Linked DNA regions of Mus musculus: all the other regions are linked to region 3. A link is a contact called in public Hi-C and HiChIP or PLAC-seq data. All regions are on one chromosome and are shown on one strand. The core of a region is the stretch at or near the end of the contact, and the rest is flanking DNA. Distances in the headings are between cores, read along the strand shown.

Region 1 (2,700 bases), core at 169-2,668, 190 kb after region 3:
TCCAGTGACATTTTGTTGTCAGTGTGGTTTTAAATGATTTACAAGCCATCAAATGGTGCTAAGTGAGGATGAAATGCTCTAAAACATCTGAAGAATCAGAATGGTTACACAACACTTGCTGCGAGTCGGGGAGAAGTGGGTTTAGGATATTGCATGGTGGCCTACTAGATGAAACAGGTTAGTAGAAGAGGACTTTTTGGGGGAAAGGAGCAACTTAAAAAGACATCTGAGAATGAATTAACCTGAATCCTCTTTGGAACATTAAAAGGGAAATATGGATATCAGATCTATGATCATCAGAACCTATTTCCAAGTTGTAAGACAGCCAAGACTATCTATGTATAGAGACAATATATCAAAAAATACAAAAAAAAATTTTAAAAAGAAAATTATATATGGCCTTTGTTTTCCATCTACTGAAACATAGCTCCTAAAAGAATTGCCAACAAAATAAAAAATCTTTAGCATGCCAATGACTGGTGTCTAGGAGCTCTTAGAGATCTTCATGGTGGGGGTAGTCCCAGAAAGGCTAAATTGTAATTAGAGAGTTAGTACTTGGGACTCTATACTAACACAATCATTCCCACTTAATCTTGTGTGAAGAAAGAATGGCTGGAGATTGAGTTAATCACCAATGATCAAGGATTTGCCCTCAAAACTACATAACAAAATCTTAATATAAATCCTAAATGGTACAGTTTGAGGAGCTTCTGTATGTAGATAACATGAAGGAACTGGGAGCACAAAAATCTTTCAGATGGTATGACGCTCTATACTCCTTCCTCCATAAAGGGTCCTAAGAATCTCTTCAATTTATCTATCTCTGTGTTGGAGTCTTTATATTAAACCAGCATAGTAAACAAGGTGTCTTCTTCAGTTTTATGAACCATTTTAGAAAATCATTGAACCTGATAAGTGAATTATGGAAACATCCAAAATTTATAGCTAGTTGATAAGAAGTGCAAGTGATAACAAAAACTTGTTATAAGTGCTGAAGTGGGTTTCTTTTCCTAGTTAACTCTCAACTTCACAGAGCTTAGAGCCACCTTAGAGGCCAACACAGTATGGGCAGCACCACCGCTGTCCAGGTGACACAGGTTAGCAGGAGTCTGCTGAGCTAGAAAACAGCTTCATGTTTTCTGCTTCATTCTTTGTCCTGAATTTACTCCTTCTTCCCCTAAACAGATTTGTCTACTCTATTTGTCACACAAAGAATGAAGGTAAAACCTTTATCTTTCATGGAAGAATAAGGTAAATATCAATTATTCCTTCTTTTTACAAAAGTACTCACCTTGACTCAGTTCTATGGACAGAGACTGATTACCAGTCGAATGAGAGACTAAGCAGGACACAACAGACACATTGTTCTGCTCCCAGTGGCACGTGCTCCTGACAGTCACAGTGCCATTGCTGTGTGACTCACTCTTAGTGACACAGTCCCCATCTGGAGTCCAAGAGATCTGTGCAGCAGGCTTGCCTGCCATTGCCTCACAGACTGCAGTTCTGTTTTTCCCTGGAAAGTAGGTTACCTCAGGGGGCACTGGAGAGATGGGAAGGAAATAGAGCTTCAGTCTTGTCACAATCACAAGGACATTTTTTCTAACTAAAATTGGTAATGTGAAATAGCACAATATGTGACATTGTCACTTACCCAGCACTTGGAGGTCATAGACTTTTTCTAAATTCCCTTCAGGTGTTACTATCTCACATGTGTAAGTCCCCTCATGCTGGAGGGCCACTGCACTGATCTGAAGTTCAGGACTGTGGTCAGGTGTGGAGGCCCAGGTGATGTTCCTGCCCAAGCAGCTGGTTTCATTGGTCTTTTTATCTAGGTTGTATGCTATTGTGCAGGAAGGCAGGTGTCTGTGTTTTATTATCCATGTGATTAATACTGCATTTATCAGTGGACTAGAAAAGCAGCAGAGCAGAGCCTTTTTATCCATCTGTACAGACATTGTAGTGTTAACTGGATACACAGAGAGAAAGGACGAGAAAAAGAAACCTTGTGAGTTAGGTCTATCCACAGTAACTTATATGAAGTTACACTAGAACAATGCTTGACTAATGGAAGTATTACAGCAATAGTAGATTTGTCTCACATTTCTTTATTTCTGTATGTTCAAACTATCAGAATTAAATATGTTATTCATCTTCTAAAGTAAAGGTTCGAGCATGTGGGCTACGCACATCTTGCACCATAAATCCTCACATTGCTTGGACACTGACATAAATCATCCCTGATGGATACAAGTGTGCTAAGTGGTGATAACTCGACAAACTTATCTGTCACAATCACTTGTGACTAAAGTCAGCCATGTCATCACTTTAACAGGAGCAGAACTTGATGGGAATAAACCATGCTTATGATAAACACTGCATTAACATCTCTACTTCCTGATTTCAATATCACTTGTCTCTTTGGGGAACTCAAGTCCTCACAAGTCAAATCCAAATAAAGCTCAACTAATCCAAGAAAGAAATTCTTAACACAGACCTACCACAGTCTTTTCATCACTCACTCTGAGGTGGTAAAAGTTTAGAGGCAAGGGTTCAGGGTCCCTCACACCATAACACTACATCACCAGACTCTGCTACTCCTCCTAAATCTGTCCAGTAGCCAAGGCATTAGTTACTGTTTCTAAGCAAGGTCAACTCTCCATTCCCACATAATAAGCAAGAATGTTACCTTGTGTCAGAGAA
Region 2 (2,700 bases), core at 152-2,651, 240 kb after region 3:
GAGCTAGCATAGCACACATTCAAGTACACACACAAAAAAATTTAAAACTTCAAATCATACAGAATGACCTCCAATCAGAACTCAATTAAATTGGAAATCAGTGAGAATGAGATATTTAGGAAAACATCACATATTTAGGAAAACATTACCCATCATAATGCATGACTCTGGTTAAAGAAAAAATCCCTAATGAAGTTAGAGGCTGTTTTAACAGGATGAAAGCAGAAATACAAGAACATGTGTGATGAGCAACTAACACAGTACTTACAAGAAAATTAAAAACATTAAATACTAGGGGTTATTTTGTTTTCCATCTTAAAATTCACCCAAAGGACCTGAAACAAAATAAAAAGTAACAATAATCTTTGATCAGAAATCAATAAAATGAGAAAAACTATATGACATACTAAGAAAATAAGAATAAACCCCAGTGTGGAGGGGGAGGAACATGGAAGTCCCCACACCTAGCTGAGGCTAACAGTGGACGGCTACTAGGGGAGAGACAGTGAGCTCCCTTTAGGGGTGCAGTGCCTGGGTAGGTTGGCCACACTCTGCTAGATGGCCCTACTCCCATGTGCATACAGGCAGGACTAATTAGACTCAATGATTTTTGGTCTTGCTTTTGGTTTTTAAGAGAACATGAATGGAGGACATCCTGGAGAAGTCAGGGATGGGTCAAATATGATAAAACACACTATATATAGTCAAAAGTAATTCCTAGACCCTATAAGTCCTCAAAATAAGTAAAAAATACTCAACATTTTAAAATAAATAAATGTATAAACTCTCTATACAGTAGAATGTTATTTGAAACCAATAAGAAAAACAGCCAACATTGATGATCTTCAAAATGACTCTGCTAAATGAGACAAGACAGATGAGAAACAATACACAGAAGACCGTTGTCTTTAATTAAAATTTGAGTCAGCATAAAAAATAGGTTTCATTATAGCATTCTCGTACATATTAGACCTTTCCCTGGTCCCCTCCACTGCCTTGGCCCATTCCTACTTTCCACATGTTGCTGGACCTCTCCAAATAGTCTCTCTTCCACTCTCCTTCCCACACATGTACATATATGTCACATTCACATACATGTTTAAATATAGAGACTATATTTAAGAATGAACTTGTGATTTTGTCTTTATTTTCCCTGAATACCTCGGTTTGACTTCCCACCTCCGGATCTTTCCCTTTGGTACTTTCTTTCCACACATCTATGCATATACATATAAATCTAGATTCTGCATGAGAAAGAAGCCTGAGATGTTTATCTTCCAAAGTCTAACATGGTTCTTTTCTTCTTCTTTTTTTTTTTAAGATTTATTCATTATTATATCTAAGTACACTGTAGCTGTCTTCAGATGCACCACAAGAGGGCGTCAGATCTCATTAAAGATGGTGTGGTAGCTGGGATTTAAACTCAGGACCTTCGGAAGAGCAGTCAGTGCTCTTAACCGCTGAGCCATCTCTCCAGCCCAACATGCTTCACTTAACATGATACCAAGCTCCATGTGCTCTGTGGCACGTGACATAATTCCATCCATATACCTGCTTCTCTGTATCTGTTCTTCCATGCTGTGGTGGGTAGTGTAGCAATGAACATGGGCATGCAAGCATCTGTGTGATATACTGACTTAGACTCCTGCTGGACTAGACCCAAGAGTGGTGTAGCTAAATAGCTAGATAGATTTGAGTCCAATCCTGGGACGTAGATTGAGGAAGAAGAGAACTAACTCGACATGAGTTGACCTCTGACCTCTACCTGCACATGTGATGGACACACATACAAACACACGCTCATATATGCACACAGGAATAAATATAGTTTAAAAAAATTAGGAGCTGAAGATATAGCTCGTTGGTTAAGAGTCCTTCTTACTCTTCCAGACAACTTAGGTTCAGTCCCCAGCCCCTACATCAGCTCCGGGGATCCAGTGTTCTCTTCGGGCCACCACAGAGCGTGGAGCATACAAGAACACATAAGCAAATGATTTTTAAACTATTTTTCTTCTCTTTCATGTTGTTTCTGAGGAAAATTTTTGTCTGTGTAACCCTGGCTCTCCTGGAACTCACTATGTAGAACAGTCTGGCCTCGAAACTCACAGAGGTCCACCCGGCTTGGCCTCCACAGTTCCAGGAAACTCCACCTCAGCCCAGTCAGAACGACCATCATCAAGAAAACAAATGACAACAAATGTTTCAAAGATATAAGGAAAGAGATGACATTACTCATTCTTGATAAATAAAAAATAAGGCAGCAACTGTGTAAATAAAATGTGAACGCTTCTTGAGAGCTGAAAATGGATCTACCGTCTGAGCCAGCTACATCACTCCTGAGCATAGACCCCAAAGGACTCGAACGTGATGCTTGCTGCTGTTCTCTTTACCATAGCAAGGAACTGGAAGCAGCCTGGATGGATAGCTATTTGAAATGTAGTGTATACACACGTAAGACTGTGTTTGACTGTATGGAAAAAAATGGAAATCAAAGGAAAATGGATGGAAGTAGAAAACATAATCAGAAGGTTATCCAGGCTCAGAAAAACAAATGTCATCTGACCTCTCTCTTACGTGGTGCCTGGCCTCTATCAAATGTGTAACCAGATAGGTAAAAATGGGTAAAGGCCAGGAAACTACAAAGGAGCCAATCAGACTGAGGGTGGGGGCAGGGCGGGGTGGGGCGGGGCGGGGCGTTAA
Region 3 (2,700 bases), core at 129-2,628:
GTAGCTTTCTTTAAAGATGTGGCTCCTGATGGGTTGACCACAGTCCAGTGGATGTCTTCACAGTCATTAGCATAAGTTGAACTCAGTGGGTTATTAAAATAAGGAGATGTGAAGTTAGGAGGTTGAAGCATGAACCTAGGAGGAGGTGAAGTTGGAGAGAGGGTGCATATGGACAAAACACATCATATGAATGCATGAATTCTCAAAGAATTAAGACAAACACAACATAACTAACAACAAATCTGTAAGTCCTATCCTCTGAGAGGTGAAGTTGAGTCCAACGTTTCACAACCACTCTTGTTTGGCAGCCGGTGAATTAAATTGTTTCTTTTCAGCAGAACTTTTATTGTTGAAAGACGGTTCTATTACAGTTCATTGCCTGATAGCTATTAAATAGTTCTACATCAATGAACAAGTTCAGTTTTGTATTGATGATTGCCTATGCCTATGTTTGTTTTTCAGATTCTCTTTAAATTGATCTTAACATCTTACTCTTTCCTTAATTTTTATGTAATTCATTATTTGAATCTTTGTGTTCATTATATATTGAGACTCAATCTCACCACTTGTCCTTGCCTAGCCTTGAATTTGTTATGTAGACTAGATTACCCACAAATGTTCAGAAATCCTCCCATGTCTCCCAAGTGTCAGAATCCCAGGGTGTGTCGGTTTTACCTTTAAAAGTTGATTTTAACATCCTTGAAATCACCCAGCAACCAAAAACTACCTGTCAATCACCAGGAGCTGTAAGCTTTCTTTGTGGTACATTCCAGCAAACAATAATTTTGTGAGTGTTAGTAGAAATATCCCCTGAAAGGAAGGTTTCATTTTAAAATAAACTGAAGAGATATTTTATTTACCAATCCCCCTTTGGTGTCTGTTTTGGGTGTAAATATTCTTTAGAAAGTCTTATTCTAGGCTCTAGGATCCTTGTGAACTGTTGACAGATCCATGACCGAAATCTTCATACAATACCGAGCTCATATCAGGAAAGATATTTATTGTCTTAATTCTTTTCAATTAACTTTACAACCTCAAAATGTCCTTAATTATTTGTGGTTAAAGTATGTGAATCCAGTTGGGTTGCAGGTAGGCTTTAAACTGTCCAAGTGTGAGTATAAAATGAAGAACCTCAAAAACTAATTTTCAGTGTCTGATACCACAGCTTCCTTGTAGCTAAGGGCCCAGAAGCTAGTGGTTAAATGACCTTTAAGGGGCCATCCATTGTCTGTTGCTATCAAGTGAGGTACACGCTGCTTTTTATGTGTAATATGACCATCTTATTACAACACAAACCAAACCACGGAGATAAAAGGACACTTGTTCAATGTATACAGCACAGGAATCGTTGCATCGTCACTGAGGCCCATGTGGCAGGAAGCGACATGAAACACAGGCACCCAGGCCCTTATCTGATTGGGGCCAGGCACCACAAGTCAGAGTTCAGAAGTTTAGTATTTTAGAGAAACTGACAGGTCATGTACTTTACACCGCTCCTAGTAGGAAGTGTGTACCCTGACATGCCTACATTACTATACATTATAATGCTTTTAGATTATTATAATATACTACAGTCTTGATGGAAAACTGGGCTATGTCTTGTTACTCTAAAGTATGAATATGTCTATCATAAAAAAATAAGGTATTTGGGGAGATGGAGAGTTGGCTCAGCATTTACAAATGCTTGCTCTCCAATCATGATGACAGAATGGGATTCTAGCACCCACATAAACAGCTTGGCTTTCTGCAAAGGTGCGTGACTCAATCCCTGAGGGAATCTAATAATCTCTTCTACCTCTACATGCCAGTGCTCATACACATACACACACCTACTCACATGAGCACACACAGACACAAATACACACAAATAAATTAAATTTCATTGTGAAATATAAAGTATTTTGCTGTCAAATGAATCTTGAAACAGCTTCCATGGTCAGCACTGAGGATTCTGGCTCCTTGGTTTTAGACTTGAGCAGTCCACTTTCTTTCTTTCATTTATTTATTTATTTATTTGGGTATTTATTTCATTTACATTTCCAATGCTATCCCAAAAGTCCCCCACACGCTCCCCCACCCACTCCCCCACCCACCCACTCTCACTTCTTGGCCCTGTCGTTCCCCTGTACTGAGGCATATAAAATTTGCACAACCAAAGGGCCTCTCTTTCCACTGATGGCCGACTAGGCCATTTTCTGATTTATATGCAGTTAGAGACACGAGCTCCGGGGTACTGGTTAGTTCATATTGTTGTTCCACCTATAGGGTTGCAGATCCCTTTAGCTCCTTGGATACTTTCTCTAGCTCCTCCATTGGGGGCCTTGTGCTCCATGCAATAGCTGACTGTGGGCATCCACTTCTGTGTTTGCTAGGCCCCAGCATAGTCTCACAAGAGACAGCTCTATCTGGGTCCTTTCAGCAAAATCTTGCTAGTGTATGCAATGGTGTCAGCGTTTGGAAGCTGATTATGGGATGGATCTCCGGATATGGCAGTCTCTAGATGGTCCATCCTTTCATCACAGCTCCAAACTTTGTCTCTGTAACTCCTTCCATGGGTGTTTTGTTCCCAATTCTAAGAAGGGGCAAAGTGTCCACACTTTGTTCTTTGTTCTTGAGTTTCGTGTGTTTAGCAAATTGTATCTTATATCTTGGGTATCCTAAGTTTCTAGGCTAATATCCACTTATCAGTGAGTACATGTG

Evidence for each region. Hi-C and Micro-C count contacts between places; a contact is called where the count stands out from the background. HiChIP or PLAC-seq counts read pairs in DNA pulled down with a chosen protein or histone mark.
Region 1: a Hi-C map of bone marrow-derived macrophages shows a contact between it and region 3, with 2.6 times the contacts expected there. The contact joins two enhancer-like sites. A contact is called at or near these places in 6 of 39 promoter capture datasets (the C10 cell line, the HPC-7 cell line, cranial neural crest and 3 more), 1 of 15 datasets of contacts at CTCF or cohesin (the G1E-ER4 cell line), 7 of 484 Hi-C or Micro-C datasets (the G1E-ER4 cell line, bone marrow-derived macrophages, nephron progenitors and 1 more), 1 of 115 datasets of contacts at active chromatin or transcription factors (CD8 T cells) and 1 of 9 other capture datasets (macrophages).
Region 2: an H3K27ac HiChIP or PLAC-seq map of the HPC-7 cell line shows a contact between it and region 3, with 10 times the contacts expected there. The contact joins two enhancer-like sites. A contact is called at or near these places in 36 of 484 Hi-C or Micro-C datasets (B cells, the C3H10T1/2 cell line, CD4 T cells and 26 more), 10 of 115 datasets of contacts at active chromatin or transcription factors (CD8 T cells, the HPC-7 cell line, the NIH/3T3 cell line and 6 more) and 1 of 9 other capture datasets (bone marrow-derived macrophages).

Annotation. Positions count from the first base shown.
Region 1 is chr16:44,832,124-44,834,823 of GRCm38.p6, reverse strand. It overlaps Cd200r4 (CD200 receptor 4), which reads right to left. Exons shown (of 6, transcript NM_207244.2): 2 at 2,687-2,700; 3 at 1,652-1,966; 4 at 1,292-1,540. Among named protein-coding and RNA genes, the nearest start is that of Cd200r4, 13 kb to the right of the region's middle. Within about 2 kb of position 1,418, at least 8 of the 459 cell types and tissues checked have an H3K27ac peak or open chromatin away from gene starts, as enhancers often do. A contact at or near this core is called in the G1E-ER4 cell line and bone marrow-derived macrophages, where this site is marked.
Region 2 is chr16:44,779,647-44,782,346 of GRCm38.p6, reverse strand. All of the region lies in intron 1 of Cd200r1 (CD200 receptor 1), which reads right to left. Among named protein-coding and RNA genes, the nearest start is that of Cd200r1, 15 kb to the right of the region's middle. Within about 2 kb of position 1,401, at least 10 of the 459 cell types and tissues checked have an H3K27ac peak or open chromatin away from gene starts, as enhancers often do. A contact at or near this core is called in the G1E-ER4 cell line, the HPC-7 cell line, acute myeloid leukemia and 1 more, where this site is marked.
Region 3 is chr16:45,024,194-45,026,893 of GRCm38.p6, reverse strand. It overlaps a transcript of Cd200r3 not described here. Among named protein-coding and RNA genes, the nearest start is that of Ccdc80, 68 kb to the left of the region's middle. Within about 2 kb of position 1,378, at least 83 of the 459 cell types and tissues checked have an H3K27ac peak or open chromatin away from gene starts, as enhancers often do. A contact at or near this core is called in the G1E-ER4 cell line, the HPC-7 cell line, acute myeloid leukemia and 2 more, where this site is marked.